6 separate regions of the Mus musculus genome follow, and all the other regions are linked to region 1. The links are chromatin contacts, called in public HiChIP or PLAC-seq and promoter capture Hi-C maps. All regions are on one chromosome and are shown on one strand. The core of a region is the stretch at or near the end of the contact, and the rest is flanking DNA. Distances in the headings are between cores, read along the strand shown. Region 1 holds the start of Dhcr24 (24-dehydrocholesterol reductase). Region 2 holds the start of Ldlrad1 (low density lipoprotein receptor class A domain containing 1). Region 3 overlaps Tceanc2 (transcription elongation factor A (SII) N-terminal and central domain containing 2). Region 4 holds the start of Ndc1 (NDC1 transmembrane nucleoporin). Region 5 overlaps Ndc1 (NDC1 transmembrane nucleoporin). Region 6 holds the start of Glis1 (GLIS family zinc finger 1).

The links. Promoter capture Hi-C pulls out the DNA fragments that hold promoters and counts their contacts. HiChIP or PLAC-seq counts read pairs in DNA pulled down with a chosen protein or histone mark.
Region 2: a FOXA1 HiChIP or PLAC-seq map of pancreatic cancer cells shows a contact between it and region 1. The contact joins the promoter of Ldlrad1 here to the promoter of Dhcr24 in region 1. A contact is called at or near these places in 2 of 39 promoter capture datasets (cranial neural crest and liver) and 2 of 115 datasets of contacts at active chromatin or transcription factors (neural tube and pancreatic cancer cells).
Region 3: a promoter capture Hi-C map of liver shows a contact between it and region 1, with 2.2 times the contacts expected there. The contact joins the enhancer-like site here to the promoter of Dhcr24 in region 1. A contact is called at or near these places in 20 of 39 promoter capture datasets (the 3T3-L1 cell line, 3T3-L1-derived adipocytes, the C10 cell line and 14 more), 1 of 15 datasets of contacts at CTCF or cohesin (large pre-B cells), 1 of 484 Hi-C or Micro-C datasets (liver) and 7 of 115 datasets of contacts at active chromatin or transcription factors (the SCID.adh cell line, embryonic basal ganglia, embryonic limb bud and 3 more).
Region 4: a contact with region 1 is called in an H3K4me3 HiChIP or PLAC-seq map of the SCID.adh cell line, with 11 read pairs. The contact joins the promoter of Ndc1 here to the promoter of Dhcr24 in region 1. A contact is called at or near these places in 2 of 39 promoter capture datasets (cranial neural crest and neural stem cells) and 9 of 115 datasets of contacts at active chromatin or transcription factors (the SCID.adh cell line, embryonic hindbrain, embryonic midbrain and 4 more).
Region 5: a contact with region 1 is called in a promoter capture Hi-C map of hippocampal neurons, with 2.1 times the contacts expected there. The contact joins the enhancer-like site here to the promoter of Dhcr24 in region 1. A contact is called at or near these places in 4 of 39 promoter capture datasets (cranial neural crest, hematopoietic stem and progenitor cells, hippocampal neurons and 1 more) and 4 of 115 datasets of contacts at active chromatin or transcription factors (embryonic stem cells, epiblast stem cells, pancreatic cancer cells and 1 more).
Region 6: a contact with region 1 is called in an H3K27ac HiChIP or PLAC-seq map of epiblast stem cells, with 7 times the contacts expected there. The contact joins the promoter of Glis1 here to the promoter of Dhcr24 in region 1. A contact is called at or near these places in 4 of 39 promoter capture datasets (cranial neural crest, embryonic stem cells, hippocampal neurons and 1 more) and 3 of 115 datasets of contacts at active chromatin or transcription factors (embryonic stem cells, epiblast stem cells and stem cell-derived neural progenitor cells).

Annotation. Positions count from the first base shown.
Region 1 is chr4:106,559,649-106,562,819 of GRCm38.p6, reverse strand. Dhcr24 (24-dehydrocholesterol reductase) reads right to left here and starts at 1,782. Exons shown (of 9, transcript NM_053272.2): 1 at 1,423-1,782. The coding sequence starts at 1,653.
Region 2 is chr4:107,207,676-107,210,862 of GRCm38.p6, reverse strand. Ldlrad1 (low density lipoprotein receptor class A domain containing 1) reads right to left here and starts at 1,719. Exons shown (of 5, transcript NM_001081272.2): 1 at 1,279-1,719. The coding sequence starts at 1,393.
Region 3 is chr4:107,158,655-107,162,198 of GRCm38.p6, reverse strand. All of the region lies in intron 3 of Tceanc2 (transcription elongation factor A (SII) N-terminal and central domain containing 2), which reads left to right. Among named protein-coding and RNA genes, the nearest start is that of Tceanc2, 18 kb to the left of the region's middle. Within about 2 kb of position 2,223, at least 10 of the 459 cell types and tissues checked have an H3K27ac peak or open chromatin away from gene starts, as enhancers often do. A contact at or near this core is called in 3T3-L1-derived adipocytes and liver, where this site is marked.
Region 4 is chr4:107,365,891-107,369,434 of GRCm38.p6, reverse strand. Ndc1 (NDC1 transmembrane nucleoporin) reads right to left here and starts at 1,388. Exons shown (of 18, transcript NM_028355.4): 1 at 1,287-1,388; 2 at 558-678. The coding sequence starts at 1,346.
Region 5 is chr4:107,385,001-107,388,591 of GRCm38.p6, reverse strand. It overlaps Ndc1 (NDC1 transmembrane nucleoporin), which reads right to left. Exons shown (of 18, transcript NM_028355.4): 10 at 1,915-1,996. Among named protein-coding and RNA genes, the nearest start is that of Ndc1, 19 kb to the right of the region's middle. Within about 2 kb of position 1,386, at least 15 of the 459 cell types and tissues checked have an H3K27ac peak or open chromatin away from gene starts, as enhancers often do. A contact at or near this core is called in hippocampal neurons, where this site is marked.
Region 6 is chr4:107,432,984-107,436,461 of GRCm38.p6, reverse strand. Glis1 (GLIS family zinc finger 1) reads right to left here and starts at 1,743. Exons shown (of 11, transcript NM_147221.2): 1 at 1,565-1,743; 2 at 525-822. The coding sequence starts at 780. Gm46866 (Holliday junction resolvase MOC1, chloroplastic-like) reads left to right here and starts at 1,207. Exons shown (of 2, transcript XM_030253946.1): 1 at 1,207-2,182; 2 at 2,381-2,685. The coding sequence starts at 1,397. The coding sequence ends at 2,029.

The sequences.
Region 1 (3,171 bases), core at 533-3,032:
TCTTTGTCAAATCCTCAAGAGAGACAGAAAGGGTCCAGAAAGTAGGTAACTATTTGGGAAGCTATGGTAAGAAACTAGGCATGAGGCAACAAAATCAGAGATGGGATGGAGACACAAGGCTGAGGGGGTTGAGAGTTCAGGCTCTTACCGAAGCCAATGTTGACTGCCTGCCTTATTTATCGGTTGTGCTGTCTTGGGCACATGACTCACACTTTGAACCTCATTTTAGTAAAACTGGTACTAGACACCAGGAGGCCGTGGACTGTAAACTGCACACACGAGTGGCACAGGTATGGCGTGTAGGGCCCCATTGTTCCTTGCGCATCCTTCCATTTAGTTTAGGTTAACAACCTCTCACTAATACACTCTTGCCCCAAGGGGAGCCGTCAGGTAACAGTCCTGTCTTCTGGTGCTCACAGGACATCCAGCAGGTAAATAAATGGCAAATAGAACCTGCAGACAGACCCAAGGAAAATGGTGCAGGTGGGGGTGGAGGTGCAAAGTGATTCTGATCGATGCACCCTCTGCATCTCCTCTCCCTGGGTAAGGTCTTCTGGTCTGGAGGTCACTCTGCCTGGCACCTGCAGGCTAAGCCTGTGGTGCTCAGTCTGCAGCATACAGCAAGAAGTAAATAGAACAAGAGGGTGGTTGCCATGCGGGCAGCGGCAGGAAGCAGACGCTCTCTGAAGCCTGATGCAAGTTAGAGAGGAATATAAGGAGGGCAAAGGGAGCCCATGCTAACCCTGGATGAGGGGGAAGACGCTTCACTGTGAAGAGAAGTCTTAGCCTTGGTGCCGGCTGGCCTATATGAACTCCTCATCTACTTACTGGGACGACTACATCTGGATGCAGAATCTGCTGCACATTACACGGAATTGGGGGCTGATCCTGCCTTTTAATCTCTCTTTAAACCTCCATTGTAAAAGGATCCGAAGCACCTCGGACCGCAAAACAAACTTTCACCTCTTTCCTGCATAAGGCTCCTCTCCAAACTGACTTTCTAACCTTTTTCCTCTCATGACTGTGCTCCTCAGCTTCCTACTTCTGCTCAGCCAATCTCTCCACTTGGATCTCCCCCCTCCCCATTTCCCAGAACCACCTTCCAGAGGCCATTCCTCCTTTGGAATGTGGGGGGCCTGAGTTACCTGACTGTTGCGCACTTCCCGAGGGTTTAGGGTCCCTCGTTTTCTAGGCACTGCGCATGCCCTGCACCTAGCAGACACTTTATAAACCTAGGGTTAGGGTTCTGTTTGTTGCCCCGGTGCTTTTGCTGCTTCCGTTTCATCCTTGGACAGTCCCTTCCCCCATCACACGCCAGGTCCTTTGCGATCCCCACTCCCACGCCCATTCCTCCGGCCCCACACGCCCCCGTCGCCCAGAGAACCGCTACCCCGGCGCACAGCCGCGCCCCGCGCCGCTCACCTGTTTCTGGATGTCCCGCACGCGCTGCTCGTGCAGGCGCGGCGCACTGCTCAGCTTGAACACCACCCAGGCGCGCACGTAGTAGTAGATATCGAAGATGAGCGAGAGCGGCAGCAAGAAGAGGCACACGAACACCCAGCGCTGGTGGATGAGAACGAACTCCAACCCCTTCACTCGCACCCAGAGCAGAAAGAGCAGCGCGCACACGGCCAGCGACACGGCGGGCTCCATGGTGTCGCGGCGCACCGCGCGGAAGGGTGCGGGCTCGCGCCGCCCGTCTCCTTCGCCCGCTCCGCGCTCCGCCGGCTCAGCGCCTGCCGCCACCGCCCCGGGAGCCTGTAAGTCGGGCCCGCCGCCTCGCGATTGGCTTGGGTCGCCAAGGTTCGGTGGGCCGAGACCCAGGCGGCGACCAATGGTGAGCCGCGCCGGGGATCGGACCAGGGAGCCGCTGCGTTCATTGGCTGCGGGAACCGGGATGCTCCACCCTCTTCTAGTCGGCGTGCGAGGAGGGGCTGACCTGGGCTGGGGGCGCTGGTAGGGTCGGCAAGCGGCGGGCTTGGCGGGGTTTAGGGCTCTCGCTCTGGAGGCAGCGGGACCACCCTTGATCTCCTCCTTGGGTGGTGCCTCCCGTGGACACACGTCAAGCAGTTGTGCATTGGGTTACCTCCCCAGGGTGGGAGGCGCTCCAGACAACCACCCTGCAACCCTGGCAGGAGAGCCTCTGGCCTTGACCGGGGCAGGTCATGACACTCTGTAGGCACATGGCCAGGAGGGGGAATCCTTTCAATTTTCAGGGCGTTTACCATAAATGCATTTGAACTACCCCCCTTAGCAGTTCTGGGCCGTGGGTAGCTGGGACCCCCATTTTAAAATACGCGATGGTGAATTCCACCTGTCGAGTAATTTTAAAAAGCACAGAGGCGTTGATGGCATTCTTCCATGCTGAACCCAAAGTGGATGGAGGCTTGGAGACAGGAAGAAAGAGCTTCAAGGCGGCATGGCAGCCCTAGATTAAGAGTAAGAACCCAGCACATGGCCCCGGCCTTGCGGAGCAACCAGGCCAGGCTGCGGAACAACCTCTGACCTCGCCAGAAGCTTGAGTCCGGTGGTATTTGCACTTTCCCTGAACAGGAGGAAGCTCTGAAGATTTTTCAAACCTCCCAGGGCCTTGTCTGCTTCACGTGTCTTTCCTTCCCCCCCCCCCCCCCCTTCCACCTTTGTCCGGACACGGACTCGGGCACTCCATTCTGCCATCCTTTATAGCGCCACCTTCCACCTTCGGTGAATCTGTCCCTAGAAGGCTCTTTCCCCATTGTATCACCGAGGTAAAGCACTACACAGCCTAGAGATTCGCGAGGTGCCACTTCTAAAGCCAAGTTTATGTACTTCTTTCAGAGGCTCACAGTTCTTTCCATTTTTATATAATTGTCCCTTTATGTGTCTCTCCCTCCTACAGATGGAGCTTTAGGGCAAACAACACCTTGTTATTACAGCACTTTTGAATTTCCAATTTGTGGCATAATGACTAGGGCATTGTAAGGCACACCGTTGTTGACCAAAGGATAAGTGAAGAATGTATGTGGGAGTTCAAATATCCAATAGAAATCAAAGTTCAAAGTGAGAGGTTGTTTACCCTCAGCTTCCAAAGGGAGGAGTCCAGACTGGAACCGACCGTCCTACCCAGCTATGACAGCTACTGATAGAGCTGTCAGTAGCTTACACAAATTGAAATGTCCTTTAAGTGTAAAA
Region 2 (3,187 bases), core at 470-2,969, 650 kb before region 1:
GGAGAGGCCTGGTGGGTGGCTGGTGAGGATGTAGGTATGTGGGTATGTGTTGGTAGATGAGACAACAGGCCTACAGGAGGTGTAGTATACATTAAAAAAACCTAGGCTCCTAGAGCCCTGCTTGGTGGTTCCTTTGTGGTCAGCAACACAGAGTAAACTTGGGTCACCAGGGAGATCGTGTTGATACGGGGCAGCAGAGCTGGCTGAGTGGTTGTTCCTCAAATATTTGTGCAGTTCATGTTGTGTGCAAGGTGGGGCTGCAGGCAAGACTGGAGCAGCAGGCAGAGCTCTTGCCTTGGTGGCAACTTTGCGAGCTTGCACATGCATGCGCTCACACACACAAACCCACACAGGGCACCAGTGAGAGCAATGCCTGTCTCAGAACCTAAGAGCCCAAGGGATGAGAGAAACCTGCCTCTGCCTTTCTGTGGCCTGACACAGGAGACTTAGTCGCTACCCTCCTTCCTAGTTGACCTTGTCTGGCCCTCCAGATGAGGCTGAGAGCTCTCAGAAGTGGAGGGAAGCTTTAAACCCACTTTAAAGCCAGAAACTTCAGAAACTGCCCACCCAGGGCAAAGGAAGAAAAACCACACCTATGATAAGCCGCACTGAGTGACAACTTGGAAAAAGCCACCAGCATGGGGCATGACCCTGAAGCTTAGCAACCAGGGGCCTCCTTTCCGATGCCATATAACTGTGACCTGATTATTCAACCTCTCTTAGCTTCAGCTGCTTCTAGTACCCCACCCACCCAGGGTTGTCCTGAAACTGAGGTCTGCAGCCCCAGGGATCCGAGGCAGAAGGGTCTGCAAAGGGTTACAACCCTTCTTAGCATCTATCTGTTTCCTCCTTCATCAACTGTAGGCCAAGATGGACCCAGGGAGATACAAAGGTCCCGGCTGCACAGGAATTGGGGAAACATAATAAGTACAAGTGTGTGGTCCTGGCCGACTCCATCTTATGATCAACAGGAGCATCCAGGTCAGGCATGGGGGCCAGAGGTTGATTTGGAGGTCCTTGGTCTTATAGGTTCTGTGTGGTGGCCCAGCAGGCAAAAGGCACATAGTAGGCACTCAGAAAATGCTGGTAGCTGGAGAGAATGAAAAGTTCTATCCAGCAAGCAGCTGTCAGTATGGCTGGCCAGGAAGCTGGAAGCAGACCTCACCACCCACACTGGAGTAGAAGAGCTGAGTAGCCTCAGACACTCTCTACCTAGAGTCAGGTAGTTTCCAGGGAGGGACCCACAGCGCCCAGCCTGACCCCCACCTCTGTCCTTACCTTCATCTCCAGGGCGGGCTTTCCTTCTAGTGGTGATGTTACTCTCGGCATCTGCCTGGCCAAGAAACCAGAAGCAGGCTGGGCAAAATTCTGCTCTCTCACAGCCCACGCTCATCCTGGGCTTCACATTTCCACATTTCGACCCGTACAGGACCCATTCCTCCTTTGTCCTCCAAACTGACTCAGGCAGGTCCTCCTAGTGACAGTGCCCTAACACCCCTAGGTGTCCTGTGCTGCTTCTCAGTACTCATGGATCTCAGGTGGAGCGAGTCCCCAGGGCAGATGGATGTGGCCGTGGGTCCTAGGGTCCCCTCCCACAAGCCCTTTCCATCTGCAGAATGGCTCCCTAGGTCAAGAGTCAGTTCAGACCCAGGCAGCTTTTACCTGGGGGAAGACTTTGTTCATGGTTCCAACACTCATCTCCAGGAACTGAGGTGGAATAAAGAGCTCAGTGTAGAGTTCTCCACCTTGTCACCAAGGGCAGCCTGTGGGAGGGCAGGACAGCAACAGGCTTTGCTAGGGCTGTGCCCTCTCCTGTGGCACTCTCCTCCCAGGCTGCCTCCCCCACGGAGGAAAGGACAGGGGTACCTGCTCCTACCACGTCTTTCCCTAGGTTGCAGTTGGACAGTGACGCATCCAATTCCACAGATGACAAGCTGGTGTTTGTGCCTCAAGTCACACTATATGTGGGAGAGATGGAACCAAGGCTTTAACACATTTTTCTCCTCTGCATCATCAGACTGCAGGGTGGCAAGGCCCCCTGGCTGAAGGAAGCCACAGGCAGAAGTGCCATGAGTCTTGGTTCAGTGGCCAGAAGGTAGAGTTCCTTTTCTCATTGATGAACTGTTCATGTTCATTCTTCTAGACCAGAAGAATATGCACTTCTGAGGGCCAACAGGATGGCTCAGTGGATAAAGGTGCCTGCCTGAGGACCTTCGTTTGAGTCCCAGGATGAATGTGCAGATACAAGGAGAGCGCCCACTCTACATAGTTGTCCTGACTCCATACACTTCATGCGTGCACCTCTACCACACACATACACATATTAATAAATAAAAGAGAGAAAGACATATTTGAATTGTTGAAAGCATGGAGAAATATATTTTTTAGCTTTTTGGGGGTGGTATCTGGGTGGGAGCTAGCTGCTTTCCAGAATATCTTCTGTCCCAGCATGGAGTAGATTTCTTAGCAATCTAGTCTAAGGAGGAGACAGGGGCCCTGAAGCAGATGAGGATGCTCTGAGGCCCACCCCGAGGGTAGTACCCACTGCAGGTGTCCAGGAGTTCCCATCAGTGATTTCTGTGCTGGGCCATTTCTCTTGTGGTGGGAAATACAAGCCAAACCATGGAGGCTGGAGACATAGGTCGCCATCAGACTGGGCAAGCTAAGTATTGGCTCTCACAAGGACCTTGCCAATGGCTTGGGAAAGGCCCTTCCCTTCACAGGCATGTAGATGCAGGGGTGCCTGAGTGTAGGTTTCTCAGACTTGGGCACTCTGACAAGAACAGGGGACAGACGGTCTTAATGGGAAGGATCCTGGACATGCTGGTGTGGAGTGAGGGAGCTGAGGTGAAGGGAAAGACGCTGCTCACTGTTATGGGGCAGCACCTGGATTCTGCGAGGCATTTGGGGACACTGGTGAAGATGCATCTCAAAGGCACTCACCCGAGGGAAGCGGGGCACTCATCCCATCCTGCCAGCCATTGGATGAAGCTGTTGGCAATTCTCGTATCCCTAGCTTCACTGGTCTGTGGTAGGCAAGGGGGGGGGGGCAATGGCGGTTGCAAGCCAGGCTGAGAAGCCATGAAAAGGAAAAGGCCGAAGGGGGTGAATATAAACGCAAGATGGTACCTAGATTTCTTTTTTTTGTGCCAACGATAGTAGAGACTAAGAGGCACATGATTTCAGA
Region 3 (3,544 bases), core at 974-3,473, 600 kb before region 1:
GAGACAGAAATAGATAAGCCTTTGCAGGGTAACTGTAAGGAAAACAAGGAGCCAAGTCCAAAATTCTGATGCACTCAGATATATTTAAGGGGTTTAGAGGACCATACTGAGAAACAGAAGAGAATGTTGTCATTGGAATTAAAGGAAAGAGGCAGGGTTTTGAGGGAGGTACGGTCAGTCATATCTGAGGTTATCACTGTGTCAAATAAGCTTAGTCTAAAAATGGAATAGGTTATAAAAAAAGTGATTAGTAATTTTAGTACAGTCTCAGAAGCAAGGTTGGGGGCAGGAGCTTGAGGAGCAAAGGAGGGGCGCAGAAAAGAAAAATGCTTCTGAGAAGGAGAAGGAGTGACAGGAAGAGAAAGAGGAAGAGGAAGGAAATGGATGGGAACAGGGTTTTAAGGGATGTTGAACACTAATGAGAAGGATCCAGTCGAGTGGGAGGAGTTAGCATCGTAGGAAGCTTACAGGGCGAGGTCTCTGTTAAACTAATGAGCAGTGTGACAATCAGCAAGGGCCTTGGAATAATTCACTCACTTGACACATATCAAGGACCTTAACTTGCGCCTTATGCTGAATGCCAGAGAGTGATGCCTGGTCTGTGTTGGTAAGATCCTCAGGTCTTGCTTAGAAAGGAAGCATGTGACTGTATACTTACAGTTGACCTTTGAAAAGACGCAAGTCAGGCCGAGCACTGGAGCCCGTGGGGGTGCAACGGCACTCTTCTCTCTCCGTGGAGTGGGAAGGGTTTTCACAGACACGTGCTTTCCGTAGGTCGGAATGAGCTCCTGTTCGTTTCAGGCCGAGGCCTGAGGAAGGAAGGGAAAACCTGAAGTCCCGAAACAGCGCACTAGAGCATGAATGGCTGGGGAGGGTGGCAGCAGCAGGTCTAGGTGGGCCTGCCTGGGAAGAAATCAGACAGCTGTACAGTCAGCCGCGTCTGGACTTTATGGCCAGCGTCGTCGTGTCTTCTAATGGGTTTTCCCAGAACTCTTGAAGGAAGGGTTCTGGGTTCCAGCAAGCTTAGACAGTGCTGAGTTCCTGTCTCCTCTCTACTGGGGGTTTCATCCTAATTTCTTATGTAATAGGCTAAGAGAAATCCCACAAGGAAGAAAACTGGGCTGGAAATGTAGTTGAGTGGTAGAGCTCATGTATAGTTTGCACAAGTCCCTAGGTTCAATCCCCAGCACGGCCAAAATGAATAGACAAACAAGCCTGTTCATCTTTGGTTTTGGTTTTAATTCAGGGTAATTCATGAAAGTGTTTCGTAGCATCTCTTATTAGCAACCTATAAGGTTAAACAAATACACTTGTAACCATTGATGCAGTTAGCTATAGGATGCATGACTGGAGCTTCCGGTGGCTAAGAGAAGGTAAAGGTGAGGGATACCAGGGGAAGGGAGACCGCATGGGTGGACGTCCAGGCATTTGTTCAACAAGTAGTTATTCAGTGCCTGCTATGATGGCTACTTTTAAACTGTCAGCTCAACCTAGAATCATGTGGGAAGAGAGCCTCGAGGAATTTTCTGAATCCACTTTCTTTTAGACGTTTCTTTGGGAGATTGTCCCAACTGATAGTTGGTAGAAGAAGCCCCCACCTGCTGTGGGAGGCACCATTGCCTGGTCTGGGGCCCTGGACTCTGTGATGGTAAAGAGAACTTGCTGAGCGCAAGCAGGTAGGACTTGGCTTTTATGCTCTCTGCTCTTGACTGTGGTCGTGAGGCTTTAAGCTCCTTCCCTCACTCCCTGGCAGCAATGGACTGTGACCTGCAACCCAGTGAGCCCTTCTTCCCTAAGTTACTTTTGCCACAGTGTTGTATTGCATCACAGTGAAGCTGCAACACCTGCCGAGTGCCAGGCACTGGCATGGATGCCTGCGATCGACACTGATAAAGGTCTCTGTCCTAGCTGAGCATGGCAAGTCATATCTATAGTCCTAGCGTTGAAGAGGCTAAGGCAGGAGGATTGCCGTGGGTTTGACGCTATCCTGGACTCCACAGTGAGTTCTTGGGTACAGACAACAACAACAACAACAACAAACAGTAACAAAAGGAAACAAAGCCCAGAGAAGAAGCAGAAGTCCTTTGTGTGGTGGTAGATGGAGATGGTTCATGGGAAAGGCTAGCAGTGAACAAACACGCAACAGGTGTGAGGGAGGGAGTGACCCATGGGAGCAGAGTGTAGCTCTGGTCACAGGACGAGACATGGTACAAGCATGAAGGACTGAGAATGGAGCAGAGAAACAGCTCCACAGATAGCCCTTAGCTGGATGTCACAAGGGCCAGCTGTGGGAGTGGGTGTGGCTCAGCAACTCCTCTGTCCTTACTGGTTTTCCTTACTCCTCTTCCCCGTTAGCTGTCCTTGCCCCCTTTCCCAGATACCGTTTCCCTTTCTAAATGCTGGCTGGGCACAGTGCCCTTCTCTGGCCTCTCTCTTTCTCTCTCTCTCTCTCTCTCTCCCAGAGGGCTTCTCCCACACTCTCACTTCTCTCTCAGGACACAGTGATTTTATTCTGTCCGAATCCAGTGTCTTGTCTCGGTTCTCATCTTCCAGACCTGTGATTTGAAACCGTTGATTATTTTCCTTTCTCTTGGCATAAGTGACACCGAGCCGGCTGCTACTTCTGTATTTTTAACTGGTTTCCCTCCCGGCTCTTATCTTGGTTTGTAATTACTTATTTAATTATTTGCCTCTTTATTTTCTATGTGCTGAGCAGTCTCTGTGCCAGCAGGGCCGTGCTGTTGTGTGTGCTGCCTCACACCTCACTGCTACAGAACCTGAGTGCAGAATGTGCCTGTCCAAGAGAGGGAAGGGCCAGGAGTTGGCGGCATTCTCCATGCTCTGCTTGCCTTCCAGCTCTGCTTCTATTTTCCCCAGCAACGATGCTTCTTCAGGAAGGGCAGCCCAGCCTCGAGCAGCCTACCCAAGGCCTTCATCTAGACTGCTCTGTGCGCTTCCTGTCTCCATGTGGGTGGGAATCTTACATCCTAGGAATGTTGTCTTCATTTGCATGCCTACATCTTTCTTAAACTCTCAGTAATCCAATAGGCCAAAAAATAGATAGGTCAGAGAAATAAATTCTTATTTTCATTTACTAAGTAGACTAAGTGTTTGTAATAGGCTTGTCAGCCATTTGTCCTTTTCCTTTCTCTTTTCTTCTCTCTTTCTCTCTCTCTCTCTCTCTCTCTCTCTCTCTCAAGTATTTGTGTTCTTTGTTCATTTACTGGTAAGAGTTTATCATTTTGATTTTTTTGAGACAGGGTTTCTCTGTATAACAGCACTGGTGTCCTGCAATTTACTTTGTAGACAAAGGCTGGCCTCAAATTCACGGAGATCCTCCTGCCTCTGCCTCCCAAATACTGAAATTAAAGGTGTGTGCCACCACACCCAGCCTGCATTTTGAATTCTTTAAAACTATTTTAATGGAAATGTCCAGCTCAAATGAGACTGTTAGACTAGAAATACATATTGGAAGTGAGTTTCTGGGAATCACAAAAGTGAATGAATTCTCTGAGTTAAAGGAAGGACTTGAACCTGGAAGGAA
Region 4 (3,544 bases), core at 139-2,638, 810 kb before region 1:
AAAACAAGAAAAGACAAGGGAACTGGGGCTGGAGAGATGGCTCAGCAGAGGGCTTTTCCAAAGGACCTGGGTTCAGTCCCAGCACCCACATGGTGGCTCACAACCATCTGCAACTCTTCCAGGGGGATCCATAAGCACCAGGCACACACGTGGTGATGAACATACATATATACAAGTTAAATACTTATACACATGAAAAATACAAATAAGCCAACTTTTCTTTTCCTTTTTTAAGGAAAAGACAAAAGGATAAATACTTGTGTGGCTTCCTTTTCTTTTTTACTGCACCTCTAGGGATTTACTATATATATGCCCCAGATTGGCCTTGAACTCAGGTCGTCCTGCCTCTGCCTCCCAGGACACTGGGCCATCACACCTAGCTGTGTATATAAGTAGTCTTCTAATGATCTGTCCTGTCATCATACATAATCCCTGACACACTTACTGATTTTATATAACAAAAATGACAGTTCTGTGAGTGCAGAAATGCAGAGAGTGAGTGCCTTTACGTAATGTTTTAATGTCAATACAGACAGTAATTAAAAATCACCACTTACCTGACAGCCACTGTATAGGGTGGAATAAATTGATGCTGCTTAAGACTATAAAGGCTGTGATGCAGACGGGTAGAAGCACTACTGACCAAACGATGCTGGTAACTATCCTCCAACCCAAAACCTAAAATTAAACACAACTCTTCAATCAAGAAGTCAGTTACTCTAACTCAGACATGCAAATCCTGCTTCTCCATTTAGGCTATTAACATGAACCACTACTATTTGCATTCTCTTTACTTCTCTCCTTGCGCCCACTCCCCACCCCCCAAACACAGAATGGATGCAAGGAGGTGAGCTCTCCTTAGCTGAAGCCTAGAGTAGGCTGTCTTAAATAAACCATGAATATATGCTCGGTTTAGCGTCTCCCCAACCCCAGAGTCTGCTAAGGCCACATTCTTTCAACACAGAGCAGCCCTTCCCGTTTCCTAGCCCAAGGAATCAAGCCATTTATTATGCATTAGCTCGAATCACTAACCTTTTGCTCTACAACTTTTCCACCAAATTTCCATTCGGGCCATCCCAACCACGCTGACAAACTTCCACTTCGGACTCCAGCTCAACACCCCAGACCTAACTTCCACTCGGGGACGCCCACACACCCTTGCACCCAATCCCCGAGGCGGTCAGATCCCTACACGCTATTCCTAAAGCGCCTCCAAGACAGGCCCCTTTAGCCAAGCGCGCAGGCACCGCCAGAGAGGCAGGGAGCGCCACGGCTCGCTAACTCACGCGCCAAAGGATGTCCCGCGGCGACCCGCCGGCGCAGGGCCCGCTCGCAGCCGTGGCCATGGAGATGGCGGCCCCCGCTCTCAAGCGTGCCGGGGACAGAGTGTCCGCCCGCCACCACTGTTCAAAGGCAGGAAGGCCCCGGGAGGACCCAGCTGGGGCTGCCCGGTACGCTGCCTGGGCAGGGTTCTGCAAAGCCGCCAGACCATCTCTCCGCAGCTTCGCCTGAACAGACTCAACCGGCCAGAACTTCCCCGTAGCCACATGCCTCCAGGTGGGCTGTGACTCGAGGAAGCGTCCTCTGGAGTCCAAAAAGTCCTTCCGAAGCAGGGTCCATCTGGGCGTCAAAAACAAAGGGCGACGGTGCTGCATGCTGGGAACTGTAGTCTCGACGACCCCTGAGAACCAAGGGGAAGAGGAGCGTTGCATTCTGGAACTTGGAGTTCCAAAGTACAGGCTCGCGGTGTAACGAGAAGCAAGTTGGGGTGTCCTAGAACTGGAGTTACAGTTGTTGGCTGCCATGTGGTTACTGGGAATTAAACCCGGATACTCTAGAGGAGCAGCCTTTTACGGGACTCACCTCCCAGCCCCTCCCTTTCTCTTCTATTTTTTTCTTTCTTTTTTTTAACTAAAGCTGTAATAACCACTGGGAGTGAAAAGGTTGTTATATCACTTTTTCTTCCAGAATGCCATCTTTCTTCTTCTTTTTTTTTTAAAGATGCATTTATTTTATTTATATGAGTACACTGTAGCTGTCTTCAGACACACCAGAAGAGGGCATCAGATCCCATTACAGATGGTCCTGAGCCACCATGTGGTTGCTGGGAATTGAACTCAGGACCTCTGGAAGAGCAGTCAGTGCTCTTAAGAGTTGAGCCATCTCTTCAGCCCAGAATGGCATCTTTCTAAAAGTGAAACCACAGGATACTGAAGCTGCCGTCTTAATACTCAGTAACTTCACTGAATTCCTTTTATTAAAAATAAAGTGTTTTATTGATAAGAAAGGTATGTTTTGGTTTTTAGCTTCAGCTATTAATACTTGTTAAGTGCAGCATCTTGATCCTCACAGAGCCTCTATTTCTTCAAGTGTAAAATAAGGATAAAAACACAACATCCTGTTAATGGGGTAAAGATGTAAATACTATATACTATAAGACAACTATTGAAGGCTGGGGTGTGACTGAGTTGTAAAATGCTTTCCTGATATATACCAAACCCTACAGCACCTCCCAAAACATGGCAGCACTCAAGAAACTGAGGCAGGAGGCTATAAAGCTCAAAGCCATCCTTAGCTAGTGAGTTTGAGACTAGTCTGGAATATGTGAAACAGCTGTCTCCAAAAAGAAGATTACCATTGGTGGAGAGGTAGCTCAGCTAGCTACATAAGCATGAAGACAAGAATTCAGTACCTGGACTCCAGGAGGAAAACCTGAACATGGTGCTGGACAGGTGCTAGGCAGGTGCTGGGCAGGTGCTGGGCAGGTGCTGGGCAGGTGCTAGGCAGGTGCTGGGCAGGTGCTAGGCAGGTGCTGGGCAGGTGCTAGGCAGGTGCTAGGCAGGTGCTGGGCAGGTGCTAGGCAGGTGCTAGGCAGGTGCTGGGCAGGTGCTGGGCAGGTGGGCAGGTGTTGAGCAGGCAGAGATAGGGAGCTCTATGAGGCTTATAGCTAGTGAGCCAAGCCTACTCTGAGCTGTAGGCACTTGGGAGAAACAAGGTGGAGGGAGCCTGAGGAACAACACACAAAGTAGACTTCTGGCTTCCACACCCACATGCACAAATGTGCACACATACAAACACAAACATGCACACATACAACTTCTCACTGGCTCAAATTCCTCTCTCTGATTACTTTTGGCCTCATCAAAAACCTAGGTGAGTAGTGCTAACAGCTTTTTTACAATGCTAACATTCAACACCCTAGGAAGGCAGAGGTAGACATGGTGTCTTGCTCACTCTGTATAAACTCATAGGCTACCGAGAGAAACTGAGATGGCACAAGATACTCTGTACTGTTTGCTAACAATGGCTTCTTGGCTTATTTAAGATATCATATTAACTTCCAAAATTACATTAATACCAATCACACCTGAGCCAAAAGACAAACTGGGATTATACTTGGTTGATCAAGAATAAACCTGTCAAGAAGAAATCTTTCCAAGTCACAGAGAAAACTTTTTTGTTGTTGTTGTTGTTGTTTTTTTTTTTCTAGACAAGGTTTCTCTGTATAGCCCTGGCTGTCCTGGAACTCACTTTGTAGACCTGG
Region 5 (3,591 bases), core at 137-2,636, 830 kb before region 1:
GACTATGTGTAAGAGCCAATATCCACACCAGGTATGCTGGTGCAGCCAGGTGGATCTCTGAGTTTGAGGCCACAGAGCTAAGTCCAGGGCAGCCATGTAGCCATGTCTCAAAAGTTTAAAAAAAGCAGCCAGCATTTGTTATGCTGTCTCTAGGAGTGGCTTGGCTGTTTGACAATGACCTTTACTCTTTCTAATTTTTTTTTTTTTTGGTTTTTTTTTTTTTGAGACAGGGTTTCTCTGTATAGCCCTGGCTGTCCTGGAACTCACTTTGTAGACCAGGCTGGTCTCGAACTCAGAAATCCGCCTGCCTCTGCCTCCCGAGTGCTGGGATTAAAGGCGTGTGCCACCACGCCCTGCTCTCTTTCTAATTTTTAAAATCTATTTTAAACTTTAGTATATTTAAAAAAAAAAAAAACAAAAAAGGCGCTGGGCGTGGTGGCGCACACCTTTGATCCCAGCACAGGAGGCAGAGGCAGGAGGATTTCTGAGTTTGAAGCCAGCCTTGTCTACAGAGTGAGTTCCAGGACAGCCAGGGCTACACAGAGAAACGCTGTCTCAAAAAACAAAAACAAACAAACAAAGGCAAAAAATTCATACACCAAAATTAAGCACACACAACTCTACGATTCAATTTTTCATACTTAGAGATCTTATATATGGGCCATTATGTTATTTAACATGAACTAATAGTTCTCATTCTTAAAGAAAAACAAACAAACAAACACCCTCACCTGTCTTTGATTCCCAAGCCCTTTGCCTATTAAGAGTTGTCACATGTGCCATGGCGTGCTAAGAACAGCAGAAGGCACTGTAAACTCCTCCCATCTCATGTCACTCAGCCCCTCATCACACAGATCCCTCTGAAACACACTCCTTTCCTACCACGTGCAGGGACCGTCGCCTAACCAGCAAGCACACACAAGATCCTCATCAGACTGAGATGCAACTCCGGACAGCTAGGAGCTGTGTGATATTCTAATTAACCTTCAATCACATGCCCCAGAGCAGGCCTCTGGCGAAGCACATGCTATTTTGTAGTTGCTTGAATAACAAAGTGCAGAAGAAGAGCCCAAGTGTGACAGAAAGCCCAAGTGTGACAGAAAGCACAGCGGCCTCGTTTTCTCCACAACCCAGCACTGGATTTCTCAGCGCTAAAAAGAAAGCAGCTCTGATCAATTATATTTTTATATAACTGGGTTTCATTTCCACATCACATTTAACTACAGATGATCTTTTTACAGTCTGGGAATTGGCAAGCTTTGCAAAATGATTGAGAGCTAATTAGAAAGCAGATGAAAGGTTACCCAGGCCCTTTCTTTCCCACTGGGGATAGGACTAGGCTGGACCAGTTCCACGCCAGGAACATGGTGAGAGTTCTGGCAAAGTCAGTCTTGAGCTTGTACAGTCTTGGCAAGCACAGCAGAGAACACCAGGCCTGCCAAAGTCACCCTCAGTCACTAACAAATCCAGTTTCTGGCTAACTTTTCTTCTAAGGGAGGCAGCGTAACCTAGCAGGAGCAGAGAGCTACGTCCATGGAGTCAAAAGATAAATCGGACTCCAATCCTTACTCCCATCTAGGGGAAGTCACCTGGTTTTTAAGTCCTCAATGGCATTACCAGAGCTAAGATTCCTAGGTTGAACTTTTCTGATAAGACACTTAGTACACAATTTCTTCAGGTTCAGGTATTTAAGGAGCTGAAAAAAAAGAAAAAATGAATATCTACAAATCAATGCTTTTCCCTGGTGACATAAATCTACTCAGCAGTGTCACCACTTGGGCCATGTAATATTCAGTCCAGTGTTCATCTAAGGTCTCAGAGGTGCAGTGAGGACAAACCATACCTCTCTTTCAAAGGCTCTGGGGCACTCTGAGCACGCACGAGCCCAATTAAGTCTATGACTCTCAGCAATACCTGGTTGGCTGAGACTGAAAACTTCTTGCCTCCGAGAAGGAGAATATTGAGAAAGCAGCATCAGGTCCTGTAAGGCCAAATACTAAAAGGAACAAAGAAAGACAGACTGTTAAAGCTTTAACAAAATCATATGTAAAAAGTAGGCACATAAATATCCAAGGAATCACAACTTCCCTTCTAACTCTCATGCATGCCTCTACCTCCCCACACACTCTAGGCTCTGGCTACTTACAGGAACTACAGAGCTCTGTATTTTTTTTTTTTTTTCAGGTCTGTAGGGTTAACTCCAATACCCCCTCCTCCTATAAGTTCCTGCCCCGGTCCCGCCCCCGCCCCCAGATCTGGGCCACAGCACTTGTGCCTGCTGCCTCATCTGCTTCTACTCAGCAGTGCGAGGCCCATAGGAACAGGGACATGGCCTTGCTCACTACTGCTACATCCAATGGCAGGGCCTAACACACAAAACACTCATTTTTTGCTCTTTCCGAAAAGCTACCTTCTCCTGGACAAGCCTCTTTATTTCTTCAAAGCATCAGTTCTGAGCGTCTGGTACTGGGACCAGGGGAGACGGTGGTGCCACTGCTCTTGCCAGTAGAAACCTAGCACTGTCATGTGTCTTAGTCATTGTCCTACCCAACACAACCCACAGCACCTGACAACTGACCTTCTAATAAAGATTCAGTAAGTGGCCAAACGAATGGCTAACACTTACTAGCAATTAGTGCTGCAATAGCTCATTTTCCTACTTGTTTATGCTTCTCTAGACTATGCCAAAAACACTGGGCTCCATTTCTTTTAACTGATTTTAAAGTACTAATCCAGCTGCGCACGCCAGAAGATGCCTGTTATCTTAGCACTTAGAATGTGGCTTAGGCACGAGAATTGCAAAATCAACTCCAACCTGGCCTACATAGCAGGATCCTGTCTCAAAAACCAAAAAATATAAATAAGGCACTATGATCTTTTAACAGGGTAAGACATATCCTGTTATACTTAGATTTCCTTTACAATTTCAAATTATAATCTGAATCAAACAAAATTTTTAGTTTGATTTGTAAACTTATTTAACTTTTATGATTATGATTTGTTTTAGAATTACAAGCATCTTGTGTATCACACTACCTGATACAGCAATTTAAAAGCACACTAGTGTTCCTGCTGGACTAGCTGGAATGGTTCGTCTACGCTCTGCATTTAGTTGGCTAGCACCTTCTGTTCGAGAGAGGTGCATCTTACACGTCTCCTATGATCAATAGCTGACTTAGCTAGTGTGGTAGCACACGGCCGTGCTCATCACTATTCAGGAAGCTGAGACACAAGGACAACATGAGTCCTAGAGTTCAAAGCCATCCTGGGAAACATACACACATAGCAGGTACATACACAGGGTGGTGCTTTACTGTCATATTTAATCACTTGAATTAAAAAAAAAAAAGACTAGCTAGCAAGTAGGTAATTTTTACAATACCAATACTAGAAGATTCTAGAGCAGTGGTTCTTGACCTTCCTGATGCTGCGACCCTCACGTTCCTCACGTTGTGTGGACCTCCAGCCATAAAATTATTTTCATTACTACTTCATAGCTGTAATTTTGCTACTATTATGAGTCATAATGTAAATATCTGGGTTTTCAGGATGGTCTTAGGCAACCCCTGTGAATGGGTCACAACCTACAAG
Region 6 (3,478 bases), core at 494-2,993, 870 kb before region 1:
AGAACTTAAGTCAGGAGTCAGAAAAATCATTTGGCATAATAAGTTCCTAATTTGACCGATGAGAAAACTGAGGTTCCTAAGGAAGAGGTCCTACTAAAATCCTCCATTTGGTTTTGTCTTTTCTTTCTTTCTTCCTTCCTTCCTTTCTTAGAGAGACTGTGATAGTTCAAAATATGCCTTCCGTTGCTTAGAAAAAATTACTAGATACTAATGTACAATAAAATTTTGACATTTCACACGACTTTCATCAGAAACATATAGAAGCAAAATTATGTAATGTAAGCTTTCTACATACACATCTCCTTCTCAAACATGCCTATTTGGTTTAAATTGGATGCTTCCAGGCATCAGTTCAGACTGACAGGCGAGTCCCAATCAACTACAGAGATACTGAGACATTAAGGAACTCTTAAGGAAGTTCCATGAAGTTCTAGAATCCCTACAGAGCCGGTGGCAGAGACACCGGTACCACAGACCTGACCTCAGCATGCCCGCGGTCAGCACACTGGTGCGGTGGAACTCACCCTTCCCGCTGCCGGTCTTGGACACACCATAGTCTCGAGGGCTCCGGGGCCGAAGGAGATCGTGGGCACGTGGTGGTGGCACCGGTAGCCGAGGCAGCAGGTCTAGCGGGTTCCCGTCCCCGCAGCCGCCACCACTCACAGCAATCCTGAAGGCCATGTGCGCTCCCAGGCTGACAGGCCCGCGGCCCTGGCCAGGAGCACCAGGGGCCTCCTTTGGCCTCTTGTCCGAAAGTGCCTCGGCCACCTCGCAATGCATGGCGCCGGGGCGGGGCGCACGGCTGGGGGTCGCGCCAGGCTCCTGCGGAGGGAAGAAAGCACCGAGCTTTAGAAAGCGGGAAACTCCATCCCTAGATCACAGTTTGGGCAGTCACGTTCTATTTAGTCCTGATCTCAAAAAAAAAAAAAAAGTTAGCGTCACCACACCGACCCCATTCCCTGAGCCACCTGACCCCGCGCACCGTGGTCGTCCCGCTTTCGCTGCCGTCGCCCTAGGCCCGCACGTTCCGGAGAATCCCCTGCGCCCTCCCACCCTAATCCGCTTCCACCCAGGGTCAGCCCTCTTCAGACGAATGGCAAAACTAAGACCAAGGATAGGATGGGAGTTCCCTAAAGGGACAGGGAGAGGGCAGTAAACTAGGATGGGATGGGAGTTCCTGTCCGGAATTCCCTAAAGGGACAGGGAGAGGGCAGCAGCCTGACTCCCAGAGCAGGGTCACAGGGGAGCAGGGAAAGACTCAGATGGGTCCCTGGCTGCGCACCTCTAGGTGCCCCGGGGCGGGCTGAGCAGAGCCCAGGCACTGAACACGCACCGCCGCCGGGTGCAGACGCAGAATTTCCGCGAGCCCCGCCACTAGCCAGACACCGGGCTGAGGATGAGCGCGCACGCCCACTGCGCGAGCCCACAAAGCGCACTCGAGAGCCGTAAATCCAGGAGCCCCGGCGCCCGGGAGCCCGCACAGCCAGAGTCGCCCACGCACGCCGGCTCGCACGCACACTCGCGACCCGTCGATGCGCCCTCCGAGACCAGCCATGCCACACACCCCATTCACCGGCTCACACTCCGCTCCGCCGGCAGCCGCAAGTCTCACGCCGGAGCCTCAGCATCATTTCCAGCATCATTCCCGCGAGAGCGAGGCCTCAGGGCCCCCAAATTCGCCTCGCCCCTCGGCGAGCCCCGCGCCACCCCAGAGCTCCCGGATTCGGACGCCACTGGGTCCCCGGCGCCGGCCGCGCCCCTTCTCACCTCGCCGCGGGCGCAGCGGCTCGCGGGGCACACAGCACGGCGCGCCTCCTCTGGCGCCGCAGCCCCCGCAGCCGCCGCCGCCACCGCCACGGCCGCCGCGTCCTACGGGGCGACACCCCGGGGGCGGGGCGGCCCGCTGCTGCCCACAGCCGCTCGGGCCGCGACTCTTGGGGGCTGCCGGACCAAGCCAATGGCGGCTCGAGGGCGTGCCGCTCGCCTGGGGGCCTGGGCGGGGCGGCGCGCGCCCAGGCTGAGGTTTTGACAGCGGCCGGAGCCCTGCACGCCGGCTGCCGGGACGCCGCCGGACTCTGCGGCTGCCAGAGGAGGAGGCCAGCCGAAGGCAGAGCCAGCACAACCCGGCTTCCTCTGCTCCCCGGCGGGATTCTGCTCCTCCCCGGGTCGCGTTTTCTCCCGGGTAAATGGGAATGGCGGTACCTGCTAAGCGGAGGTAACAAATACAGAAGTGCTTGACAAGTTGTTTTGGTTTTGCAGACTCTAACCAGCTCACTTCAAGTGGCACAGATTTCACTGCAAGTCATAGCAAAGCTGGCCTTTGTCATCTGAACCCAGGCCTCAGCCCACTTTCTCACTTTACTTTCGTGTTGTTTTCTAGAAAGGGTTCATCCAGACGAGAGAGGAGCTCCGCGTTCTCCTGTACCCATTCCTTGCCATGTCCTCCGCGCTCCAGGCAGCAGGGTCTCAACTGTAGGAAGAGCCCTTGATGAGGCTTCATAGTGACTAGAAGCAATGGGTCAGCCCCCATCCCTGAAGCGTGCAAAATGGGGTGTTCGTTCATGTCTCTGACCGATTTTCTGGGGTCTACTGAAGGATCTAGGGTAGCCCCAAAATGTCTCTGCATGCTGTCAACATCTCCCACTATGCACAAAATGTTTGAGAATAGAGGACCTTAGTCTTAAACTGTGGAAGTGTGTTTCTGCAACCGGCCTGGTTCACAGACTGGGGTTCCACACAGGAAGACAACCCAAGCAGTTTCCCAGCATCTTAACAAAACAAAGATTTTTTTTTTCCAGTCACAAAAAGTTAAGATTTGCCAGGCATGCTGGCACACGCCTTTAATCCCAGCAGGCGGATTTCTGAGTTCGAGGCCAGCCTGGTCTACAAAGTGAGTTCCAGGACAGCCAGGGCTATACAGAGAAACCCTGTCTCGGAAGAAAAAAAAAAGTTTTTTAAAAAAAGATTTAATTTCCTATACCTTATTTGTTTGGAGACTTAGAAACAGCAGAAGGAATTGGAAGTACCTTGACATTTTACTTAACACCACCCCCACATTCATGGCCAGAAGCAACAAGGTAGGTAGGGTGTGGCAGCGCAGGCTTCCGACTCCCACGCCAGTGTCTTCCTCCCATTATTACCAAGAGCAGGTGTCAGCCGACCTGTGCAGGCGATGAGCTGTTATGGGCATCTCAGAGGCCTTGCCTCTTTCTGGAGACTTGTCATTGAGGACTGTCACTTTAGGGCAGAGTGGATATGAGTAGAAAGGAGGAAACTGACCAACTGCCCGCCCAGAACTTGAACCTCCCCCTCCCACCCCACCCTCAATTCTAAAGTGTGGACCCTGGCTCTGGCCAACAGGTCTGTGGCTTTAGACAAATAGCCCTACTTAGTTTCTGCCTCATGCGTCAAAGAAGCAAGAAAGCTGGAAGGTCTAGCTTTGCTATTATGCCCGTCTGTAAGGCCAGGAGCTGAGCGC